4 separate regions of the Mus musculus genome follow, and all the other regions are linked to region 2. A link is a contact called in public Hi-C and capture Hi-C data. All regions are on one chromosome and are shown on one strand. The core of a region is the stretch at or near the end of the contact, and the rest is flanking DNA. Distances in the headings are between cores, read along the strand shown.

The links. A called contact is a pair of places that touch in the nucleus more often than the background predicts. Capture Hi-C pulls out chosen DNA fragments and counts their contacts.
Region 1: a contact with region 2 is called in a Hi-C map of epidermal suprabasal cells, with 2.4 times the contacts expected there. The contact joins the promoter of Trerf1 here to the promoter of Prph2 in region 2. A contact is called at or near these places in 2 of 39 promoter capture datasets (liver and stem cell-derived epiblast-like cells) and 2 of 484 Hi-C or Micro-C datasets (the G1E-ER4 cell line and epidermal suprabasal cells).
Region 3: a Hi-C map of rod photoreceptor shows a contact between it and region 2, with 5 times the contacts expected there. The contact joins the promoter of Guca1a here to the promoter of Prph2 in region 2. A contact is called at or near these places in 9 of 39 promoter capture datasets (the 3T3-L1 cell line, 3T3-L1-derived adipocytes, cranial neural crest and 4 more), 2 of 484 Hi-C or Micro-C datasets (bone marrow-derived macrophages and rod photoreceptor) and 4 of 9 other capture datasets (adipose tissue, embryonic stem cells, liver and 1 more).
Region 4: a contact with region 2 is called in a capture Hi-C map of embryonic stem cells, with 2.6 times the contacts expected there. The contact joins the promoter of Cul9 here to the promoter of Prph2 in region 2. A contact is called at or near these places in 5 of 39 promoter capture datasets (embryonic stem cells, liver, pre-B cells and 1 more), 2 of 115 datasets of contacts at active chromatin or transcription factors (embryonic stem cells and pancreatic cancer cells) and 1 of 9 other capture datasets (embryonic stem cells).

What each region holds. Positions count from the first base shown.
Region 1 is chr17:47,227,180-47,232,619 of GRCm38.p6, forward strand. It overlaps Trerf1 (transcriptional regulating factor 1), which reads left to right and starts at 3,051. Exons shown (of 17, transcript NM_172622.3): 1 at 3,051-3,137.
Region 2 is chr17:46,908,660-46,914,977 of GRCm38.p6, forward strand. It overlaps Prph2 (peripherin 2), which reads left to right and starts at 1,819. Exons shown (of 3, transcript NM_008938.2): 1 at 1,819-2,618. The coding sequence starts at 2,038.
Region 3 is chr17:47,398,680-47,404,742 of GRCm38.p6, forward strand. It overlaps Guca1a (guanylate cyclase activator 1a (retina)), which reads right to left and starts at 1,927. Exons shown (of 4, transcript NM_008189.3): 1 at 1,540-1,927. The coding sequence starts at 1,740.
Region 4 is chr17:46,543,671-46,549,263 of GRCm38.p6, forward strand. Cul9 (cullin 9) reads right to left here and starts at 2,718. Exons shown (of 41, transcript NM_001081335.2): 1 at 2,576-2,718; 2 at 1-113. The coding sequence starts at 104. It overlaps Srf (serum response factor), which reads right to left. Exons shown (of 7, transcript NM_020493.2): 7 at 3,169-5,508. The coding sequence ends at 5,413.

The sequences.
Region 1 (5,440 bases), core at 1,801-4,300, 320 kb after region 2:
GCGGGTAAGCTTGGCGATGTGTATCATGTCGTACTGTTTTCCGTGGACATGTGGTGTGTGTGTACGTTATGATTCCCAGAAGCTACTTACTTAAAGCCAGACGAGGTGGTACACACCTGTCATCGATCCCAGCACGCCCTTAGTGGGACGAGAGGCAGGGACAGACAAATCCTCAGACGATCCCAGCCCAGCTCAACTGCCGTTCTATCAACAGCATAGAAAGTGAAGGCTGACACCTGAGGTTGTCTTCTGAACGGCACACGAGTGTCCTGGCACCAGCACTCACTCACACACACACACACACACACACACACACACACACACACACACACACACACACAGATCCAAAGGCAGGTCGCTCTCTCCCCAGCCCCAATCATGTTGATTTTTTTTTTTTTTTTTTTTGGTTTTTCGAGACAGGGTTTCTCTGTGTAGCCCTGGCTGTCCTTGAACTCACTCAGTAGACCAGGCTGGCCTCGAACTCAGAAATCCGCCTGCCTCTGCTCCCGAGTGCTGGGATTAAAAGGCATGTGCCACCATGCCCGGCTACATTGAATTTTAAGAATGAAAATGCTGAGGGCTTAAACCAGGAAGGTTTAAATCCAGTGGGGGTTCATCAACTGCCTAAAAGACTCTAAGCAAGTTACTTTAAAACTCATTTTTGCCCTCTGTGAAAAATGCTTCATAGGACACTTGTGTGAAGACTTCAACTTCTGACAGACCCAGCTCTTAGGTAGATATTTTAAAAACAAACAAACAAAAAATACGTGTGTTATCTCTTATAATAGCGTCATGGCTTTTGTAAGCAGCTGGAACCAGGGACTGGGACGTGAGACTTTCCTGTCAGAATCTTGGAGAAGTGCAGTTTCCTGGCCTGACAGATGCTGTCTGCAGCCCCTCCCATTTTATTTGTGGAGCACTGACGGTCGACCCGACCTGCTCAGAACCCCATAGCAGTACAAGTCACATCCCTATCAAACCAAAACCATCGTTTCTGGCTGAAACCGGGCCGGAGAGTTGCAGGGCCAGAGTCTCTCTCCAGTTAGGGACAGGGCTATGACAGAAGAAGGCCCGCTTTTAAGGGTAGGCCTGAGCTTGAGGAATACCAGGCTGAGAGGTAGGCCACGTCACCTCCACCTTCAGTGAACTTGCCCTGTCTGCTAACTTCACTTCAGACAGCCTGGCTCCATTGGCTCATAGGAAGCCTGCCAGCCAGGAGCCCCTTGTACCTGTCTTATCGCCTCCTTCTGCACTCTGGTCTCCTACTCTGGGGAGAAATGGCCCTCTTCCTACATAGAACTCTTTCCCATGCACCGATTCCTTGACCTACTATGCGCCTGGAACCTTATCCCGTGCATCTCACAGCAGGCAGGGTTAACTCAGCCCTCGTCTGGACAGGTAGACCAGTATCTCCTGGCTTTGTTCCTTTGCTATTGACCATGAGAGGTGGGTCTGGCCCAGAATAGGCTCTCGGTAGAGTGTGCGGCAGGCAGGTGGCTCCTGCCTTCTGTGGAAACTGTCCCTCCAAGGCCTCCCTCCCTGGGGCCTCTCTGTTGCACACTGATAGAACATCAGTTCTTTTTGTGTGTGTGTGGTTTTTCGAGACAGGGTTTCTCTGTATAGCCCTGGCTGACCTGAAACTCACTCTGTAGACCAGGCTGGCCTCGAACTCAGAAATCCGCCTGCCTCTACCTCCCGAGTACTGGGATTAAAGGCGTGCGCCACTACTTCTTATCATTCTGAAACCCACTACTTTTGACACTGGCAACAACTTCCTTCTTTGTAGTTCTTTTTCTCTTCCTTCCTTTGATCCACGATAAATCTTTCGACTGTTCCCCCCACCCCCACCCCACCCCCGGCACCTACAATGTGCCACGCTCTGTATTTCCACAACACAAGGCTCCGACAGCATCAGTGAGCTGGTCACTGCACTGAGTATGTGCCGCTAGCTACTGAAGTCAGAGTGGCTGCAGAGGTGGTAAGAAATGACCCGACTTCAGAAGTGCTTTACAGTTAATACTGACGTCATTCACTGGAGGATTAGGTGTGGAACATGAAGGGAAGAAGAACCTAGGCTGGGTGACTCTGGGTGTTGCAGGATATTTGATCACATTATAAACCCTGAGGTGATCATACTGTGAACAATGGGGTTATGTTATTTACTGAAGTGGGGGGGGCTGTTTCTAGTTGTGGGGTGGCTCAGCAGACACACCCTTAGCACACAGCTTTAATCCCCAACAATGAACGTAAAGTTAGTTTGTCGAAGGAAGCAGCCATGTTTAAAAGTGATGTCTGATTGAGTGGCAGACAAAGTGACTAATCAGAGAAAGATTTGACAGAATAGGATCGGCCCAAGTTTCCCAAGAAGAGAGAGCGGTGCAGAGGAGGCAGTTTTAATGGGTGGTTTGTTCAGAGACAGGTTGCAGAGAGAGAACAAGCTAGACCCAGGTAAAGACAGAAAGAGCCAGAGAGTGAGAAGGAGCCAGAAGATTAGAACATAACTGTCAGAGTTAGTTTGAGGCCAAGCAGAGCAATTCAGGAGAAGCTGAGAGAAGCCAGACAGAATCAGTCAGCCTGGAGAGGAGTTTGAGCCAGAACAGCTCAGCCAGCAGAGCTCAGAAAGCCCTGGAAAGGGTAAGCTTACTCAGCAGTCAGTCTCAGAGGCTGAAGACACTCTAGGTTTAGATAATATTTTACAGAGGCTAGAAGCTTCCAGAGCTAGGCCTGGGTTAGCAGACTGAGGCAGTGAGCCTCTGGGACGACAATTACTCAAGGAAAAAAAAAAAAAACTCTGACAAGTGGCTTTGTTCCACACCTATCCGGCTACATGCTGTCTCACCAGAGGCCCAATCAAACATCCCAATCCCCAGCTCGACTCTCCTAAGTCCTGGCCTATCCCAGACCCCTTCCTCAGCAATGGCTCTGGGGCCTCTCAGAATGGCCCACCCAAGCTAACCCTGGCTTCCTCCCCAGCCCCAGCCTCATGTTGGCTACCTGTACCCTCGTCCGAGCCAGGTTTCCTAAATATGTTGTTTGGGTTGCTTCTACAGGCTCCAGCTCCAGAGGTCAGTGAAGGAGGAAGACACGGGAGCAAGACTACCCTGAAGGGCTCACCAGCGGTCTCAACCCTGAAACAGGTAACTCCTCTCAGGTTCTTGCAGTCAGAGCATGTGATTGTTGGCCAGGGAGGGGCCTGTGGTTGTCCATCTAATGCCTGCTGTTGTGGGAAGCACCTAGGAAAAGCAGAAGGGCTGTTGTGATCCTGGATTCCCACAGGTTTTGGGAAAATCATCTCTAGGAAATGGGCAGCGAACACACATGTGGGTTTTTAGCATTATCCGGAGTAGGGCAGATACTGTCTGTGTTTTCAGAGCTATAAAAAGTTATTTGTGGACTGAGTGGGGCATTTGGGAGGCACCGTGTGGACTGGGGTATGTGTTAATGGGGAGTTGTAGTTTTGGTGAGTATGCTGTAAGAATTTATTTTTGAGCCGGGCGTGGTGGTGCATGCCTTTAATCCCAGCACTCGGGAGGCAGAGGCAGGTGGATTTCTGAGTTCGAGGCCAGCCTGGTCTACAGAGTGAGTTCCAGGACAGCCAGGGCTATACCGAGAAACCCTATCTCGGAAAAAAAAAAAAAAAAAAAAAGAATTTATTTTTATCTATGTGTCAACTTATGTGTGTGGATTTGCGCACATGATTGTAGTACCCATAGCTGCCAGAAGAGGGTGCTGGATCCTCTAGAGCCAGTTCTGGGCAGCTGTGGTGTGAGTTCTGAGAGCCAAACTCTGGCCCTCTGCTAAGGCAATACATGCTCTTAACCTGCCGAACCACTTCTCCATGCCCTGCCGGTCAATCATGGCCGTCAGCTCGATGGCCGTGTAGAATCAGCTTGAAGACTCTTGTGTGAATGCTGGCGAAGACATTTCCTGAGAGGTATATCTGAGAAGGGAAGATTCAGCTTGACTGTGGGTGGTGCCATCTCAGAGCTGTGCTACCAGGCTGAATGAAAAAGAAGAAAAGGAGCTGCGTGCACGTGGTGGCCCCATCTTGGCACTTGGTGGTGGAGGCAGGAGGATCAGAGTTCAAGGTCATCCTCCGGTTTCATCGTGAGTTCAAGGCCAGCCTGGACTTTAGGAGACCCTTTCTGAGCTGGGAGAACAGAGATGGGGGGCCACATTGGAATTCATCACATTCTGTTCCCTGACTGGGTCTACAGTGTGGCCAGCTATATCACGCTCCCCGAACCGTGAGTCCCAGAGGGTCTGAACATCTCTAGTGTTTGTCATCTTTGGCTAGGAGACATTGCTTTCTCCCTCTAGAGAACAGGCACATGGCTATCATTCTTTGCTTGGCCTTTCAGAGGATCTCCCAGAAGGGTCTTATGTACAAGCAGAACCTTCAACTTTAGAAGATTTCTTTATTTTCTGTGTATAGGTATTTTGCCTCAGATCCCCTGGACCTGACGTTACAGGGGGCTGTGAGCCACCATGCTGTGTGCCGGGAACCAAGCCCAAGTCCTGTGCAGAAACAGCAGATGCTCTTAATCTCTGGGCCGCCTCTCCACTTCCACCTTTAACTTTAAGCTATACTCCTGGCTTAGCAAGAGGCAACGGTTCTTTACCACATCCTCAGAGTCGGCGCTTTGTTTGCTGCTGTTTTGTTTTGTTGTTTGAGACAAGGTCCTTGTAGCTCAAATTCCCCATGTAGTAAGGATGCCCTTGAACTTCCTCTGCCTCCCAAGTGCTTCTACCATGCCACCAACTCTAGTTTATATGGTGCTAGGGAACAAGCCGTGGATTTGGGAATTCTATGTGATTATTCTTATCTACCAACTGAGACCCCTTAGATGTTCCTTTTGACGGACTCAGCTGCTTACATTATTTCTCTTATACTGTGACTGATTTTGATCGAATATTTATGCTGTTGTGTCCAGGGGTTCTATCATGTAGCAAGTGCTGGATAATGGTGTAATGGCAAGGCAAGGAAAATCTAGTAAGGGAGACTTGAGGCATCCCCCGCCAGCAAGGGCATGAGACTGTTTCCAGACCTGGTCCGAAAGGAAGAGAGTACAGAGGGTCTGAATGGGAACCCTAGGTCAAGGGGCTCCACAGCGGGCTGCAGACAGGAAGAACCAGGAAAATGGCATCACGAATGAGCTCCTCAGTGTGCTGTCTCCCTCCCATCCTACAGGCATCTGAAAGGCTAGGGAGCCTGGTTGGGCTGCACACAGAGAACATGGAGTCTACCGGTTAGAACCAAGTAGTTGCTGGAACTCAATCTCAGGAACAGGTGGAAACTGCGCCCAACAAGGCTGGAGGATGCTGGTCTCCCGGGCGGTTTCTGTTTTAGTGTCTAAGCCATGTGTCCTCCTGGGAAGCAGCACAGAGAGGCTTGCCTTGCGTGCTGGAGACCCTGGGTCCCGTCCCCAGCACCAGAGCA
Region 2 (6,318 bases), core at 569-3,068:
TGGTCCCAGCCCCTACAACTAGATAGCCTCACAACTGCCTGTAACTTCAGCTGCAGAGATTCAGTCGCCCTCTTCTGGTTTCTGTGGGCTCCTGCACCCACGTGCACATCTCCCACCTCCACTTACATACATAATTAAAAAGAAAATCTTTTTAAAAAAATGTAGCCGGTCGTGGTGGTGCATGCCTTTAATCCCAGCACTCGGGAGGTAGAGGCAGGCCAGCCTGGTCTACAAAGTGAGTTCCAGGACAGCCAGGGCTACACAGAGAAACCCTGTCTCAAAACAAAACAAAACAAAACAAAAAAAGTATACTTCAGCCGTTGAGTCAGAAAGGGGGGATAATTCAAGGCTAGCCTTGGCCACAAGGCAAAATCCTGTCTCAAACAAAACAATATAAAAATATAACAGAGTCATTCAAGCTAGTCCTGGTTGGGACGTCTGGGGATGGTAACTCTGTATTTTCTGTTCACAATTTTGTAAGCCAATATCTACTGGGGGCTGGAGAGATGGCTCAGTGGTTAAGAGCACTGACTGCTCTTCCAGAGGTCCTGAGTTCAATTCCCAGCAACCACATGGTGGCTCACAACCATCTGTAATGAGATCTGATGCCCTCTTCTGGTGTGTCTGAAGACAAGTACAGTGTACTTATATATAATAAATAAATCTTAGAAAAATATCTACTAATTAGAAATGACAATTAACTGGCGTGGTGATGCTGAGATTGGAAGATTTCTTCAATTTCGAGGAGGCCAGCCTGGTATAGTAATATGAGGGCTCTAGGGAACTTGTCTTAACAAGGAAAAACACGACAGAAAAACCCACCCCAAACAGCAACAAAACATAGCAGACTCACTCCCTAAGGCTTCCCATGCCCCTTGCTGTGACCACAGTGGCAGATGTATTGCTCCTTTGGTTGATTCTTTGTTTGCTTGTTTGTTTGAGATAGGCTCTCAAGCAGCTCCCACTGACCTTGAACTTGCTACAAGTAGCCATGTGTGCTACTGTACTCCTTTAGTCCCTGCACTCAAGAGGCAGAGGCAGTTGGATCTCTGTGCATTTGAAGCAATCTGTTCTACAAGGTGAGTTTCAGGCCAGCCCTGGGCTACAAAACGAGACCCTGTCTAAAATAAAAACAAACTCACAAAACACCCAACCACCAAGATAGGGCTGGAATCTGGAATTATTTGTTTGTGATCTTTAGTTTGAGACAAGGTTTCTCTGTGTAGCCCTGGCTGGCCTGGAACTCCTTTGTAGACCAGGCTGGCCTGGAACTCAGATATGCCTAACTCTGCTTCCCTAGTGATAGGATTGACAGTGTGGGCCACTGCTGTCTTTGTTTGTAATCTTAACACATGTGAATGCTGGTTTTGCCTGCGTGTAGGTCTGTGAATCATTTATGTGTCTGGGCTCATGGGAGCCAGTATTGGGTATCAGATCCCCTAGAACTGAGTTACAGATGGGGGTGAGCTTTTGTGTGGGTGCTGGGAACCAAGTCTGAACTCTCTGTAAGAGCAGTCAGTGCTCTTAACCACGGAGCCATCTCTCCAATCCCCTCTCTTGGCCTCAGACTCACAGACCCAAAAGAACCTCACTGAGGCGTGCAGGAACTGCCCAGCCTATTCTTTTAGCCAGCCTCTGTCCTTTTGGCTCTGGATTCTTGAGCTGAGCTGGGTCCAGCATGTATATACACGGAGACTCCTCCTGGCCATGTTTTGTATTGGCATAGCTTTGTCTAATGGGATGACCCTGGCTAAAGAGATTAGTGACTGCGTTGTGGATCCCACTTTTTAATCTGCAGTGTTCGGACTGTCCCTCCTTGGCTGGGAAGGACTCTGCAGATACGGCGGCCTAGATTAGCTCCGGCTACCGTTACTGAGTTAACGGGGATCCCAAGCTAGGGAGGCCCCAAAATGGGCAACTCCCTGCAGCTTGGGCCCATGGTGCTCTTCCCTAGACCCTAGCGGTCCAGCCCCGGAGCTCACTCGGATTAGGAGTGGAAGCTGAACCGTGGGAGGCTGCTGAACGCACTCGGTAAGCATGGCGCTGCTCAAAGTCAAGTTTGACCAGAAGAAGCGGGTCAAGTTGGCCCAGGGGCTCTGGCTTATGAACTGGCTGTCCGTGTTGGCCGGCATCGTCCTCTTCAGCTTGGGGCTGTTCTTGAAGATTGAACTTCGCAAGAGGAGCGAAGTGATGAATAATTCTGAGAGCCACTTTGTGCCCAACTCCCTGATAGGGGTGGGGGTCCTGTCCTGTGTCTTCAACTCTCTGGCTGGGAAGATCTGCTATGATGCCCTGGACCCGGCCAAGTACGCCAAGTGGAAGCCCTGGCTGAAGCCGTACCTGGCTGTCTGCATCTTCTTTAACGTCATCCTCTTCCTGGTGGCTCTCTGCTGCTTTCTGTTGCGGGGCTCCCTGGAGAGCACCCTGGCTTACGGACTCAAGAATGGGATGAAGTATTATCGGGATACGGACACCCCCGGCCGGTGCTTCATGAAAAAGACCATCGACATGCTCCAGATTGAGTTCAAGTGCTGTGGGAACAACGGCTTCCGGGACTGGTTCGAGATTCAGTGGATCAGCAATCGCTACCTGGACTTCTCCTCCAAGGAGGTCAAAGAGTGAGTAGCCACCGCTCCGACCCAGGTCTTCGATTTCCCCAGCCTGCCCAGTCCCCCTTTCCCTCTACTGAGTATAGAACGGATGTCTGGGTGAGGGGCACTATACTGGACCATTGTGACATTGCCAGCAGCCTGGTTCGTCTGGTCCTCAATGGTGGCAACCTCATTTGGTTCAGCTTCACATCGGGCAGAGGCGGGGCAAAGGTGTGGAGTGATAAGCTAAGATAGATGGGAATTACCAGGAGAGCCAGAACACAGGCCCCTTCCTACAGTAAGAATGGGGTCTTCAGAGCTCACGCTATTCCCCCCCACCCCCGTACTTATCTTGTTCTACCTGAGGTTGCGCCTGTCATAGAACTGACATTTCCTGGTTTGCACCTTAGTTTCCTAAGCTTTTGACAAGGCCAAAGGTGCCTATGGGAGTCTGTGCTTGGATATGGTGACTTATCTTCCTGTTATGCAGGGTGGGAAGCAGGCAAGCAGCTCTGGGTTGTGCTTCTTTCTGGTGTTGCGTCCCCTACCCATCTTTCAAGGAAAGATACTGGAATGTGTGATCCTGGAGTACTTTGCCTGGTCTGTCTATGCCTGGTATATAGCAGGTGTTAGTTAAATGCCTGCTTGTTCTGGTCTTTCTCTTTCTTCCTTTTTTTAAAAAAATTTTTTTTTTATTTATTTTTTTAGGGTTGTATGTAGTTTGGCTGCCTGGAACTCCTTATGTAGACTACACTAATCTTGAATTCAGAGGGATCCTTCTATTTCTGCCTTTCAAGTGCTGGGATTAAAGGCATGTGCCACCATGCCTGGTGTGTTGTTATCTGTGTGCGTGTATACAGTGTGCGCAGAGGGCAGGGGATGGCTGCAGGGAGTCCGTTTTATCTTGGCGTGGTGGTCCCAGCACTTCCTCTCAGGCGGGCATTCGCAGCATGGCAAGCCCCGCTATCCACAGAGCTGTTTTGTTTGCTGGCACAGCACAGCTAAGGTTTCCCAAGGTACGCTTGGTACGTGTGAAGATGAAGCTCTGTGGTGGGGAGGGCTCAGGGAGAATGAGCCTCCACGTCAGCTCAGGCTACTCTTCCCAGAGGATGCTCTCCAGGGAGGGGCGTGCTCTGTGACATGCCCTGGCTGACACCCCAGAGGCTCCTGGGCAGCTGGCATCTAACTTAGACCAGGCTTTGCTCCTCGGGTGGAGGGAGGCCCAGTGAAGGTCACGGCTTGGCTGTCATTTTCTCTGTGGAAGGAGATTACAGCCACAAATCCCCAGGCAAGGAGAGGATTGTGACCAGTTCTGCCCTTCCGATGACAGACAGGGCAGGAGGGCGGGATTTGCATGAGTCAGCTGGGAGGAAGTGAAGCCAGGAAATAAGTAGCCCCTTGGACACAAGAGAGGACAACACTAAAACCAGGTGGAAGAGGCTCTCACCCATCTCTGCCACTTTTCTCTTTTCTTTTTTCTAACTGTGGACTCCGGATGGAGTCGCTTCTTTTTTCTCCTTTTCAAATTGACCGAGTTTCACAGGTGTCTGATGTATTTTAATCCCTTCCACCCTATGCCCTTCTAACCCCCACCTTACCCTCCCTCCCTCCCTCCCTCCCTCCCTCCCTCCCTCCCTCCCTCCCTCCCTCCCAGGTTTAAGTTCTCTCTCTCTCAAATAAATGGAGTCTAGTTACTGCTCTAGGTATGTGCACGAATGTCTGGCCATCTACCAGAGCATGAATAGTCTATCAGAGCCCACACCCCTGAGGAAAACTGCCCCCCAGTCCTGGCTGGCAGCCATTAGTTGTCAGTCACTCCTCAGTGAGAGGAGTTCCTGTCCACATCCACCTCTTCAGGCTTGGTTTCTCACAGGTCTCATGCATGCAGTCAAAAGCTGTGAACAGTTTATAGATGCCCTTGCCCTTCGGTGTCTAGAAAGCACTGGCTTCCTGTAGCCGTCCACTGGGTCTCGTGTGCTCTGTCTCCTTCCCCCAGGGCGATCCCTGAGCCTTGGGAGGACAGGGTGTGATAGAGATGTTCCACTGAGGGCAGAGCATTCTGCAGTCTCTGGTTTCTGCCCTTGGCCAGTCTCGAGCCTCTGGCGCTCACTGTCTACTGTCAGAGCCTTTCTGCTGGAGGTTGAGAACGCTCCCATGTGGGGTAATAAGTCCTTAGGAGTTGGTTTAATACCATGCTCACTCGGCAGAGCAGTAGTGAGTCCTCCCCTAGGGACTCTTTCCTTTCCCCACTCATTGATAGGGACCTACATAACCCAGGGCCTGGGGCACGCTAAGCAACTGCTTTACCACTGATCCACCTTCTCAACAGCTGCCCTCCTGCCTACCTGCTTTCCTCCCTCCCCCTCCCCTCCCCTCCCCTCCCCTCCCCTCCCCTCCCCTCCCCTCCCCTCCCCTCCCCTCCCCTCCCCTCCTTTCCCCTACCCTCCCCCTCCCCTCCCCACTCTCCATCCCTCCTTCTCCCTTCCCTCTCTTTCTTCCTCCCTCTCCCTCCTTCCTCCCGCCCTCTCCCCCTCTCCCTTCCCCTTCTTCCTTCTCTTCTTTCTTTCACGCAGGAGGCAGGAGCTGACCTTTCAGCTGCCCCTCCCCCAGTCCTCTCTGTCAGCATCTTGCCTTTCCTTAGAGCCAGTCTTTGAAGAACAATATAAAAGTTTCTTTGTAATTCCAAATTCCTTTTTGCTTTGAGAGTAGAGAAATGATGGGTCATTTCTACTCCCAATGACCAGGGGACCCAAATTTCCAAGTGGACATTTAACTCAGTCAGAACTACTTCGGTGGGACTGGCAAGGTAGCTCAGTGGGTGAAGATTCTTGCTGCTGAGTCTACCAGTGTGACTTCGATGGCACACAGTAAGAGAGCTCACTCTAGCTAGTGTGCCCTGACCTCACAAGCGCTGTGACATGCTTGGGCCCCGCCACAATAAATAGTATGTCTTTAAAAAAGACTTTTAAAATGTACCTCTGTGTACCATACCAACTTGCTGGGACGAAATTATCTTAATCCCACTGTCCTGGAGGGATTTTGCTATTGTACTCTCTGAACATATGATTGACCACAGTAAGAGGTGTGAAAATAGGAAAAGAAGCAAGCAGGTCTCTGAGTTCAAGGTCAATTGGGTCTATAGAACAAGTTCCAGGACAGAGAAACCCTGTCTTGAAAAACAAAAACAAAAACAAACATACAAACAAACTAACGAACAAAAACAATTAAAAAAGGAAGAGGAAATTTGGAAGTTTGTAAAGTTTATTTATTTGTATTTTGAGCCCCCATCCCTGAGAAATAGACTACTTTATTTTCTGGATTTTCAGCAACATTAGGGTATGATTCTGATGGCAGGGATGAGGCCAGAGGGCATGTGACTAGCCACAAAAAGCTTTTAAAAAGAAATTTAAAATAACATGTATGTATGCATGTATGTATGTATGCATATATGTATGTGTGTATGTATGTATGCATATATATGTGTGTATGTATGTATGTATGTATGTGTGTATGTATGTATGTATGCATATATGTGTGTATGTATGTATGTATGTATGTATGTATGTATGTATGTATTTAGTGTGGAGGGTGTGGAGGGATGCGTGAGCCTTGGTGTTTCTATATCAGTACCCCATATAGCAAAGAGGTGCCCCACCAAACCACAGCTCCCCCCTCTTAACCTTCCCTCCGCAACCCTGGTTCTGCCGGCTGTCCCGGAGGCTGTAAC
Region 3 (6,063 bases), core at 677-3,176, 490 kb after region 2:
GTTACACAGAAAGAGAGACATCCTCTCTTGAAAAACCAAAGTGAAAAGAAAACTTGTGCCGGGCGTTATGGCACAGGCCTTTAATCCCAGCACTCGGGAGGCAGAGGCAGGCGGATCTCTGAGTTCGAGGCCAGCCTGGTCTACACAGTGAATTCCAGGACAGCCAGGGCTACCACTGAATTCCAGACAATACGTGTGACAGAAACTGAAGAGATGGCACCCAAGTGACAAGGGTTAGGTAATGGTGGAGGAGTTGCATTGTGGCTGACTTGAAGGAATCTTCCCACAGACTTGTCTTGACCCCAAGGGCTTCCCTTAACAGGAGGAGACAAGATGTTCCAGTGTGTTGTGGGTAGGTGCTGGGATCCCTCCCAACCTGGCCAGGAGGACCACTGCTTCCCCTGAGCACTTTGGGAGGACCACTGCTCCCCCCAAGTACTGCAGGAGGACCACTGCTTCCCCGGAGCACTTTGGGGTGTCCACCCTCATTTCTCCTTCACCTTATCACCCTATCCCGGGCTCTCTGGCCATCTCCTTCAGAAGAGCCCTTAGAGCGGGGACACTGCCCTTGGGCTGGTTCTTTAGTTCCCGTAATCCGATTGGGCCTCTTAACTCATGTATTAGTGAGTTTTAAATAACCACACAGGGATCTTGGTGTTCCCTAGAAACACCGACCACAGTGGTGTTCTTGAGGGGAGGGGCGCCCCCTGCCACAATGGCCACATGGCCGGCCCTATATCACTGATAGAACCCATGTCCCAGTGAGGGGCCAGCCCAGCTGAGGATCAGCAGACAGAGCATAAGCAGGTGTGTGGCTTTGGATTCCACCATCTTTATACCTGACTGTTCTAGATAAATGGTGGCTTTATTTATTTATTGAGCTCCAATCAATCTCTCTCTCTCTCTCTCTCTCTCTCTCTCTCTCTCTCTCTCTCTCTCTCTCTCTCTCTCGTGCTCTCTCGCTCTCCCCCCTCCCTTTTTCCCTCTGACTCCATCCCTCACATCCAAGGAAAATCTAGGGGTTTTTGCACAAGCATCCCACCCACCCAGCACCAACACCTTGGGGTGCTCATTGGCCATCTTGGAAGCATTCATGCCTGTCTTGGAGGCTGCTGAGTGGCATAACAGGTGGACAGGGAACACCTTGCATTCAGCCTATGACCTCTGGTTTTCCCCTGTGAAGTGGGTCTTAGTTTGCTGAAGCCCCCAGGGCCTAAAGCTGAGATGCTGAACGAGCAGCTATGGAATCAAATCTCAAAGCCCACCTTCCAAATGAACAAGACATTTGAAAAACCAACCAGCTCAGGCTAAAACTGGGCTTGTATTCCCATCAACTAGGAACCTGAGGCAGGGGGATCACCACGAGTTGAAAAACAGCCTTGGCTCCACAAAAAGATCCAGCCCTAAAACAATGGGAACCAGAAGTAACTGCAGACACTTCTTTCCTCTTGTTCCCTCTGCCCACCCCTAGGCTACTCTGGCTTCTCGAGGTATCCCCCAAGAATTATGACCTTCCCAGCCCTCCCATCCTCTGCCCACCTTGTTGAAGTCAAAGGTCTCGAACATCTGTTCCACATACTGGCTGGCTGAGGGGCTCAGGTTCTTGAGACCAAAGAACTGGCGGAATTCGTAGAGGGTGAGCTGGCCAGATGGGCACTCCGTCATAAATTTCTTATACCACTGATGGCACTCGGTGCTGCTCAGCTCTTCCACGGACTTGCCCTCCATGATGTTGCCCATGGTCCAGGCTCACAAGAGACGGATGCCCTAGATGGACAGGTAGATCTTATTTTCTAATGTCCCCTGCACAAGGGTGGCTTGGCTTCGGGACCTCCCCTATCACCAGCCTAAACAAAGACAGCCCTGTGAGTCGGACTAAAAAGGGAGATGAGCCGGCCGTAACTCACACCCAAACTAGAGATGCCGGAGAGCCGGTATTAAAAGATGAGAGGATTTTCTTGCCCAGTTTGCAGTCTGCTAATCCCTTCTTAACAGGATCTGGTGGGTGGCCGGCCAGCGGCTGCTCTGATCCCATGACCTTTGTGCCCTTTGCATATACTGAACCCACAATGCTCTGCCTCTTGCCTTCAGTCATGGACCTGACATAATGTGCTACGTAGATGGGGTTTCTTTCCCAGACTGAGGCTGCGCCCTTGAGTGGGCATCTTGTGTGCAGCTGGCCAGCTGTACATTATCCTTGGACATCCCAGAGGGATTCAATCACATGAGAGGTGCTTTGCGGGCTCAGAGTTTAGGGGCTTCCAAGACACGTCCCCTGGAGCTGGAAGGAACCCCAACAGTATATTCTATTTCTCCCGGATTGATGCGTTCCCTCCTGGAAAGAAAGCAAGAGGATCATGAAATGTCCATGAAGCAAGATTCCCGAGACCTCTCCAGTGGTTACCTACGTAGCAAGCAATGGCCGAAGGAGAGGAGACTGTTGAGCCCACTTCATAGTTACTCAGGGAGCTTGAAGGATGACGCTTTTGTGCGAGCCATCACCCAATGGTAGGGTTTTCAGTGACAAAGCTGCCCACCTATCACCCATGCTCCTGTAGCTGCTGAGTCCTAAACCCACTCAGCACTTTTCTGTCACAGATGAGACAGCAGGGCAGACCCTGCCCACTCTCTGAAAAGAGTTTATAATGGTGTCTTAGTTAGGGTTTTACTGCTGTGAACAGACCATGACCAAGGCAAGTCTTATTAAAAAAAAAAAAAAAAAAACCTTTTTTTTTGTTTTTTGTTTTTTGTTTTTGTTTTTGTTTTTTGAGACAGGGTTTCTCTGTATCGCCCTGGCTGTCTTGGAACTCACTCTGTAGACCAGGCTGTCCTCGAACTCAGAAATTCGCCTGCCTCTGCCTCCCAAATGCTGGGATTAAAGGCGTGTACCACCATGCCTGGCTCCCTTCAATACTCAAACCATATATAATTTTCCTTTCTAAGCTTGCTATGCTTGTTCAAGCTTCTCTTCATAAGACTTAACCAGAGAACAAAGTCTCTGTGGGCTTTTTTGAAAGTTCCTTTGACAATGCAATTAATCTGAGTCTCTTCACCTTAGCCTCAGGCAGACTTTTCAGACAAGGGCAAAAAATAGCCACATTCTTCACCATAATACCACAAAAACAGTCTTTATGCCACATTCTGAAATTCTTCTCCTTTGAAATCTCTTGGGCCAGGTCAACACAGTTCAAATCACTCCCAGCAACAAAGTCTTCCATATTCCTAGTAGGATGATCTATTAAGCCCCATTTAAAGCATTCCACTGCTTTCCAAATCCAAAGTCCCAACATCCACATTCTTTCAAATAAAAGCATGGTCAGGCCTATCACAGCAATACCCTACCCCTGGTAACAACTTCTGTATTAGTCAGGGTTCTCTAGAGTCACAGAACTTACGGATAGACTCTCTATAGTAAAGGAGTTTAGAGTTGACTTACAGTCTGCAGTCCAATTCCCAACAATGGTCAGTAGTAGCTATAAATGGAAGTCCAAGAATCTATCAGTTGCTCAGTCCCACACAGCAAGCAGACAAAAGAGTGAGAGACACTCCCTTCTTCCAATGTCCTTATATGGTACCCAGAAGAAGGTGTAGCCCAGATTAAAGGTGTGTGCCACCACACCTTTAATCCCAGATGACCTTGAACTCGGAGATCTCCCTGTTTTAATCTTCTGGAATCCATAGCCACTATGCCTCAAGATCTCCATACCAAGATCCAGGTCAGAAACTTCTATCTCCCAGCCTCCAGATTAGGGTCACTGGTGAGCCTTCCAATTCTGGATTGTAGTTCATTCCAGATATAGTCAAGTTGACAAGCAGGAATAGCCACTACAAATGGCAAACCTGCTTCTTAAAAATGTGTAACAGCATCTGTGGCACCAACAATTAAGACTTGGAACAATGGCACTCAGCTTGGGGTTAAAAATGTCACCACCCAGGAGCCATAAGGTTGTTGGTTGGAAATTCCAGCCCCATGGGTTGGCTACCTTCCTAATGGTTTTCGAAGAGAGTCTCTGGGAGCCTACGCACCATAACGACTGCTGTGGCATAGACTCTGTATTAGTCAGGGTTCTCTAGAGTCACAGAACTTATGGATAGTCTCTAGATAGTAAAGGAATTTATTGATGACTTACAGTCGGCAGCCCAATTCCCAACAATGATTCAATCGCAGCTGTGAATGGAAGTCCAAGGATCTAGCAGTTGCTCAGTCTCACGCAGCAAGCAGGCGAAGGAGCAAGAGCTAGACTCCCTTCTTCCAATGTCCTTATATTGTCTCCAGCAGAAGGTGTAGCCCAGATTAAAGGTGTATGCCACCACACCCTTAATCCCAGATAAAACGGTGTAGCCCAGATTAAAGGTGTGTTCCTTAAACTCGGAGATTTAATCTTCTGGAATCCATAGCCACTATGGCTCAAGATCTCCATACCAAGATCCAGATAAGGATCTCCAAGCCTCCAGATAAGGGTCACTGGTGAGCCTTCCAATTCTGGATTGTAGTTCATTCCAAATATAGTCAAGTTGACAACCAGGAATAGCCACTACAGGCTCCATCCCCAGAATGAGATGGCAGATCCCTACTGCCGAAGACATGTGCTTTGATCGTAGGCCATGCAGAAGCCACGCTGGGCCTGAGCTGGAAGCTTCTCCAACCGTCCTGCATGCTGCATTGCTGTGGTGGTTAGCATGCTGCATTGCTGTGGTGGTTAGCATGCTGCATTGCTGTGATGGTTAGCATGCTGCATTGCTGTGGTGGTTAGCATGTGAAATAGCCCCTGAAGGCTCATGTGTCCCCAGCTGGTGACACTCTTTGGAAAGGTTGTGGGTCCTTGAGGAAGCTGAGCCTTGCTGGAAGAAGAGAGTCACCAGGATGGGGGTTGAGGTTCAATGGCCTGGCCCTGCCTCCTGTTCCTGGCATATGAAAGAATATGTGACAGGCATAATGATGTGAAGACCAGCTGTATCTCAGCCATTGTTTGTTTACCAGTGGCACACACCCAAATAAAAACTGTAATAAAACTATGTAAAACTCATCCCTTCACCATAGTAATTCATAAGGAATAGGTGTTGTTCACATAACCCCAAGGACAGTTACCTTTTGGAGAAGAAACCAATCAGGTCTGTTTTACATCTGCTTTAAGTTACACAAAGGAGAGGGTCCCCTGCTTTGGCTGTGTTCTACAGTAGAGGGGTTGTCCCCAAATCTCAGCGGGACACATCTTGCACTCAACACTACTGGCTCTGTTGTACCTGGGAGCTCCACACTGCAGGGTCAGTCACCACCGTTAGAGCTCCACACTTCAGGGTCAGTCAACACCGTTAGAGCTCCACACTTCAGGGTCAGTCACCACCATTAGAGCTCCACACTGCAGGGTCAGTCACCACCGTTAGAGCTCCACACTGCAGGGTCAGTCACCACCGTGCAGCAGCTTAAACCTGCACGCACTCAGCAGCCCACGGTTTCTGTGTCCAGGGTTTCACATGCTGCTGTCGGGAGTCCCATGGGCTGTGCTTCCTTCCATCTGGATGCTCCAACCCTTTAGAGCTGGGGACAGAATTCCCTCCCTTGACTGACTGGTGCTCCAGCTCCTTTCGCTCCTTACTGGAAATTGTGGAGGACAGTCACAGGTCGTGTGTGTGTGTGTGTGTGTGTGTGTGTGTGTGTGCTGTGTATGTAGTGTGTGTGGCCTGTGTGCATGTATGTGTGTGGTGTGTGTGTGGTATGTGTGTAGTGTGTGTGTGTGTAGTGTGTGTGGTGTGTGTGCATGTGTGTGTGTGGTGTGTGTATGTGTGTGTGTGTGCTGTGTATGTAGTGTGTATGGTGTGTGTGCATATATGAGGGGTGTGTGTATGGTATGTGTGTGTGGGGGTGTATGTGTGGTGTATGGTGTGTGTATGTGGTATGTGTGTGTGGTGTGTGTGGTATATGTGTGTGTAGTGTGTGTGTGTGTGTGTACTGTGTGTGTATGTGGTGTGTGTATATGGTATGTGTGTGGTGTATATATGTGTGGTGTGTATGGTGTGTGTATATGTGGTATGTGTATGTGTGGGGTGTGTGTGTGGTGTAGT
Region 4 (5,593 bases), core at 1,468-3,967, 360 kb before region 2:
TGGCCATCATGTCCAGGCCTCTGTCGAAGGAGTTCTTCAGGGTACGCCTGCAGCCGAGGCCCCAAGGGTACCAGAAGGTTCCCTGCACGCCGTTCCCCTACCATCCTGATCTCCTGGGATACACAAGGAGACAGACAGGCAGTATGTGAAAGATGAACCGACTACACAGAGTGCGGTACTATCTTGAGGCATAAGTGAGGTGGGTGGTAATGGGTGGGCTGCATGGTAGAATTTAGAGCACAATAAAAGGCAGAGAATAGGACGGAGTAAATAAGTATTATATTTATATAACATATATATTATATAAGAGAAGAACGGTGTGAACGGAGCAAAGAGATGCGATGAAGGCATTTCAGGAAAGGAAGGGGGCTGGGCTCCAGCTCAAAAGCCAAGTACCTGATTAGGATGTGTGAGGCCTGGCACTGTGTGTGTGTGTGTGTGTGTGTGTGTGTAAGCTGGTCTTTGCTACTTTGTGGGTTCTTCTTTTTCCTACCCTTTATCCAGAGACCCCCCCCCCCCGCTCTCACCCCCTAACACTAACTAGGTAGGAGAAAACCAAGGATAGACAGGAAAGAGATCCTAGAGTCTGATTTCTTTCCTTTTGTTTCTTTTTTTACCTCGGGCTACTAACAAACCACAACCAACCTTCTTAATGGCCAACAACCACTCCACACGCCTTTCAGGAGCCTAGCACTCATGCACTCCGCACACAGTCACAGAAATTGTCTGAAGCTGGCAGAGCCAGGCTTCTACTAGAGCACGGAGTCAAGTCACAGTCAGCAGCTGCAGACAGTCCGAAGCAGCCCCGCAGCCCACACCTGGGGCTACAACAAAAGCCCATTCTCATAATATAGTTCTGGTTTTTAAAAGAAACCCAAATGCCAGAATTCTCAGAAATGTCACTGCAGGGGAGGTGGGCACTAAAGAGATGAGCAGGGGTGAAGAGCATTTGCCGCTCTACAAAATAACCAAGGGTCAGTGCCTAGCACCCACATGGCAGCTCCAGACCATCTGTAACTCCAATCCCAAGAGTCCAACACCCTCTTCTGACCTCCAAGGGCACCCTGCACATACATACAGGCAAAACACTCATGCACACAAAATAAATCCTTTTTAATTTATTTAAAAATAAAATATATGGCCGGGCAGTGGTGGCGCATGCCTTTAATCCCAGCACTTGGGAGGCAGGGGCAGGTGGATTTCTGAGTTGGAGGCCAGCCTGGTCTACAGAGTGAGTTCCAGGACAGCCAGGGCTACACAGAGCAACCCTGTCTCGAAAAAAGCAAATAAAATAAATAAATCTGTGTGTATGAATTTTGTTTGTGTATTTGTCTGTGCAGCACTTGCCTGGTGCCCTTGGAGGCCAGGGAAGGCATCAGATCCCCTGGAAGTCGAGTTAGACATGGTTTTCAGCATTATATGGGTGCTGGGGATTGAACCCAGGGCTTCCTGGGTGCTAGGCAAACACTCCACCAACTGAGCTACATCCCCAGGTCCATAAATCTCCTTTCTAAAAGGCTATGAATTTAAGCCTGGTGTGCCTATAATCTTGATATTCAGGAGACTGAGGCAAAAGAATCACAAATTCCGAGGTTAGGCTTGGCTACACACAGAAAGTTCCTGGCTAAGCCCAAACTACACAGTAAGATTGTCTTTAAGGGCTGGAGAGATGGTTCAGTGGTTAAGAGCACTGTCTGCTCTTCCAGAGGTCCTGAGTTCAATTGCCAACAACCACATGGCGGCTCACAACCATCTGTAATGGGATCCGATGCCTTCTTCTGGTGTGTCTTAAGACAGTTACTCATATAAATAAAATAAATGAATCTTTAAAACAGAAACCAAACTGAACATTCGTTAGCACAGAACTGCTCAGTAAAAAAAATGTATTACAGCATAATCTATTCTTAGATGGGGACAGTAGGTTGCAGGCATCAGATAAGAAAGGTTGTTAAAGCAGAATATTAATGAAAATAAAACGACTAGGGAAAGGTATGTGTGATTTGAAACAGTGCAATGGAGAGAGTAAAATAGAAGGTGTACCTGGATAAAAGAACCAGTTATCCAGGCAGGAGTCATGTCAGGGTGCACGGACAGGAGGCAAGCAGAAGAAAGGAGGAGTCATATAAGATGTGAACTTCTGTGTGGATGGGATTCACTTAGCATGGAAGGAAGGCTAGGCGATAACCATTGATGCTCTTATAGCTGTTGACAAACATGGGGCCAAGCCAAACCATCTTCTAGGCCTGGGGGGCGGGGATGGCATAGGGAGGGCCTAAACCAGAAGCTCTAAATAGGGGTGTGAAGGTGACGCCTGACTGCCGGGACTGAGAACAGAAAGCAGCACGATCGCGTCCAAGCTAGACTCCAGAGAGGTGGCGGAGGAGCCCGCTCAACACCAAGCGGGGAATAATGGCCTGGGGGAGCGGGGCGGCGCGGGGTGAGCATGGCGGGGCGCGGTCGCGAGCTGACAGGACCTGCTTCCCCGACTTCTCCCTCTAGTCCGGGAGGAAGGGATGAGGGACTTGGAGGGGGTTGGGAAAAGAAGGGATGGCTCGGTGCAGAGCTTTCTTCTCACCTCTCACCGCCCTCCCGGCTGGACCCTCGCTGTCACCCAGCAGCGGGTCCCGCAACTGGGCCCGCCTCCTCCACAGCTCTTTTCCGGGTCACACGCCGGGCGCACGCACGACCCGGGCGACTACGGGTCCTACGGTGGCCCACTGCGAGCGTGGCAAAGCGGCGCGTGAGTGGAGCATGCGTATTAGCCGAGGGAGTCAGCAACCAGTGTCCTTCCCAGGTAGTCCGGTGTGAAGCATCCTGCGCTCCACCGGGTCCATCTTCCTCTCCCACCCACCACAGCAATCATCTCCGCATTAGTTAACCCATACTCCCATCACCGGACTTGTGTGTGTGTGTTGTTGTTGTTTCCCAGCGCTGCCCAAACCCTGCGGTATTTTAGATCATTGGGTCACTTTGACTTTTAAGTAAAACCCCTGACCTTCCCTGAGCTGCTGGCAAAACCATGCATTAAGTCCTCGCCCAGATCTCTTCAATCATGTAGGATTGAACAGTCCAAAGCACACCGCAGCTTGGGACAGACTTTAAGGGATTGTGCTCCCTCCTCCCTCCCGATGCTAAAAAGATCCCAAAGACACAGCCAAAGACCCCAGTCTGTGCACAAAAATGATACATTTATTGAAAGAGTATTTTTTTAATACAAAAGAAAGCTCTGTACAGAAGATGTGACCATGTCCACTATTCCTGGGTCAACATCCCAGGAGAAGTAGAAACCACGGATATACCACACGCACTCCACATTCACACACGTATTCACTCGGACACAGGCGCGCGCACACACCCCTAGAGCCACTTAATTAGGGATACACCAAGGGTTGCTGCACATAGAAATGCCACCTCAGTCCTGCCTGACAAACAGGTTCTCCCAAGGCCACAATCACACAGCACACGTTGGTAAGCACTTGGCCTGAATCACTTGCCCAGGCTCTATCTTTTGTGAGGAGGAATCAACACCTCCGGTGTTGGGGGAGGGGCCATGAGTGGGCGGCAGAGGAGTGAAACAGGAGCAGAGAAGGGGGCTGGGCAGTTACAGACCTGAGTCCCAAGCTCCCCAACTCTGACCCCTGGTTTACCATGCCCCAGTCTTGAAAGCCACCCAAACGCCCCAGCTATTTCCAGGAGAAAGGCCAGAAAGGTGGCATCCCAGCTGGGGAAGACAGTAATGGGGATTAGAGGTTCAGGGGGCTCTTAAACGTCAGCAGATCATCCCCATGAAACGTAGGCTGTGCATAAAACCTTCCCAACCCCTCCACCTAACCGCAGAAGTAGGCTTGTTCCTACTGAAGGCAGCAACAAGGGTTTAGTGACACCCTACCCCAACTGCCCTCCCGGAAAAAGCTCCTTTAATGGATACAGGTGGTTTAGGCTGGCTCTGACACAGGGTAAAACACCCTCCCCTATGCTAGCCCACCCTCAAGGTCCCCAAAGGGATTTTAAGGGATGGGGCATGGCCCTGTACAAATTACATAAATACTGAGGTTACACTTAGAAAAATAAAGTCATTTTCTTCAAGGCTTTTTGTCTTAATTTAAAAAAGTTACAGTAGCTGCTCACTCCCTGGGAGAGCTGCCCACCTCTGGCCCCCCATTGCTGCACTCAGCCCAAGAGCTTTTACCTCTGACCCCCATTCCTGTATCTCCCTACCTCCCGAACTCCATCCTGCCCACTGCACCTTGGGCCCCAGGTATCTGCAAGCCTGGGGGAGCACAGGCTGCAACGACCATACTGTGGCACAAAGGACATCAATCTCCTCTCCCTGACCCCTCCCACCCCACCCCCACATTTGGTCTCCATCTTCCCTTTTCCTAGCAACAACCCTAGAGGGCAAAAGAGGCCTAGAACTGCGGGACCTCCCATCCCCCTTCTGTGGCTTGGCCTGAGGGCCCCTCCCCCACCTTTCTCCTGGAAAGAACCCAGGATGTGGAGCAATCCCAGAATCTCCCACACACACACACTGGTGGACCCCAAGCTCATGGGGTGGCTGTCCCCAGGGGCCCAGACAGTTCTAGGGAGCCCAAGAGCTTCCCCAAGAGGAGTTTGGGCAGGGAGGGGGATGAGAAAAACGCCATTAAAAAAAAGTTAAATATTTTAAAAATATATATTTATAGATTTGTTTTCACGTCATCTCCTCAAATAAAAAGTTCAAAATCAACTCTTAAGTAAAGCAGCTGGGAGAAGGGGGAAGACCAAGGGGAGGAAGAGACCGCTAACAGTGGTTCCCTCCAACCCAGGAGCCCCTGCAGGTCCGCGGGAACAGAGGCAAGGCAGGGCAGGCGGCCCCAGTAACCTGCCCGGTGCACAGGCCCAGCTGCTTCAGGAGCTGAAAGGGGCAGAGGGCATCGGCTGAGGGCACAAGCCCCCATATCTCTCCCAGCTGGCTCCCTGAGGGGCAGGGGCCGGGCTCTTTTGACCCAGACCATGGCAGACACAAAGCTAACCAGAGGTCGCCAAAGAGGCTGGAGAGAGGGCCCCAAATGTTTCCTCGGACGGGAACACTGTGCCCAGTCCCACAGAAGGCCTGTGAGTGGGAAGGTGGCACAGTCCCATCGGGTCAGCTAATACTCATAGCAAATTGAGCCAGGCTGGCAGGGGGTCTGAGGAGGGAGGAGAGCTGCACCATCAACAGCATGACAGGCAGAGCAGGAAGGAGGGCAGCTGGGGAGGGCAGGCAGGCCCGTTTCTTTGGCTGGAGTGAGAGGGCATAGTCCTGTGGCTGCCCGCTCCTTCTCCCCGCCTCCCTCCTTCGGCCAGTCAGTGTGTGTGTAAAGAAACCGTGAAAAGGCAACAATAAATAAGTGGTGCCGTCCCTTGGGCCGTCTGTCCAGGGTGACGGGCGGATCATTCACTCTTGGTGCTGTGGGTGGCATCCAGGTTCACCACCTGTAGCTCGGTGAGGTTGCTGCTGCTCCCAGCTTGCTGCCCTATCACAGCCATCTGTAAGGAGGGAGGTGTGTAAAGATGGGTAAGGAAAAATACGAAAAAAAGTCTTAAATTATGTTAAATAATAAAATTAAAAGTC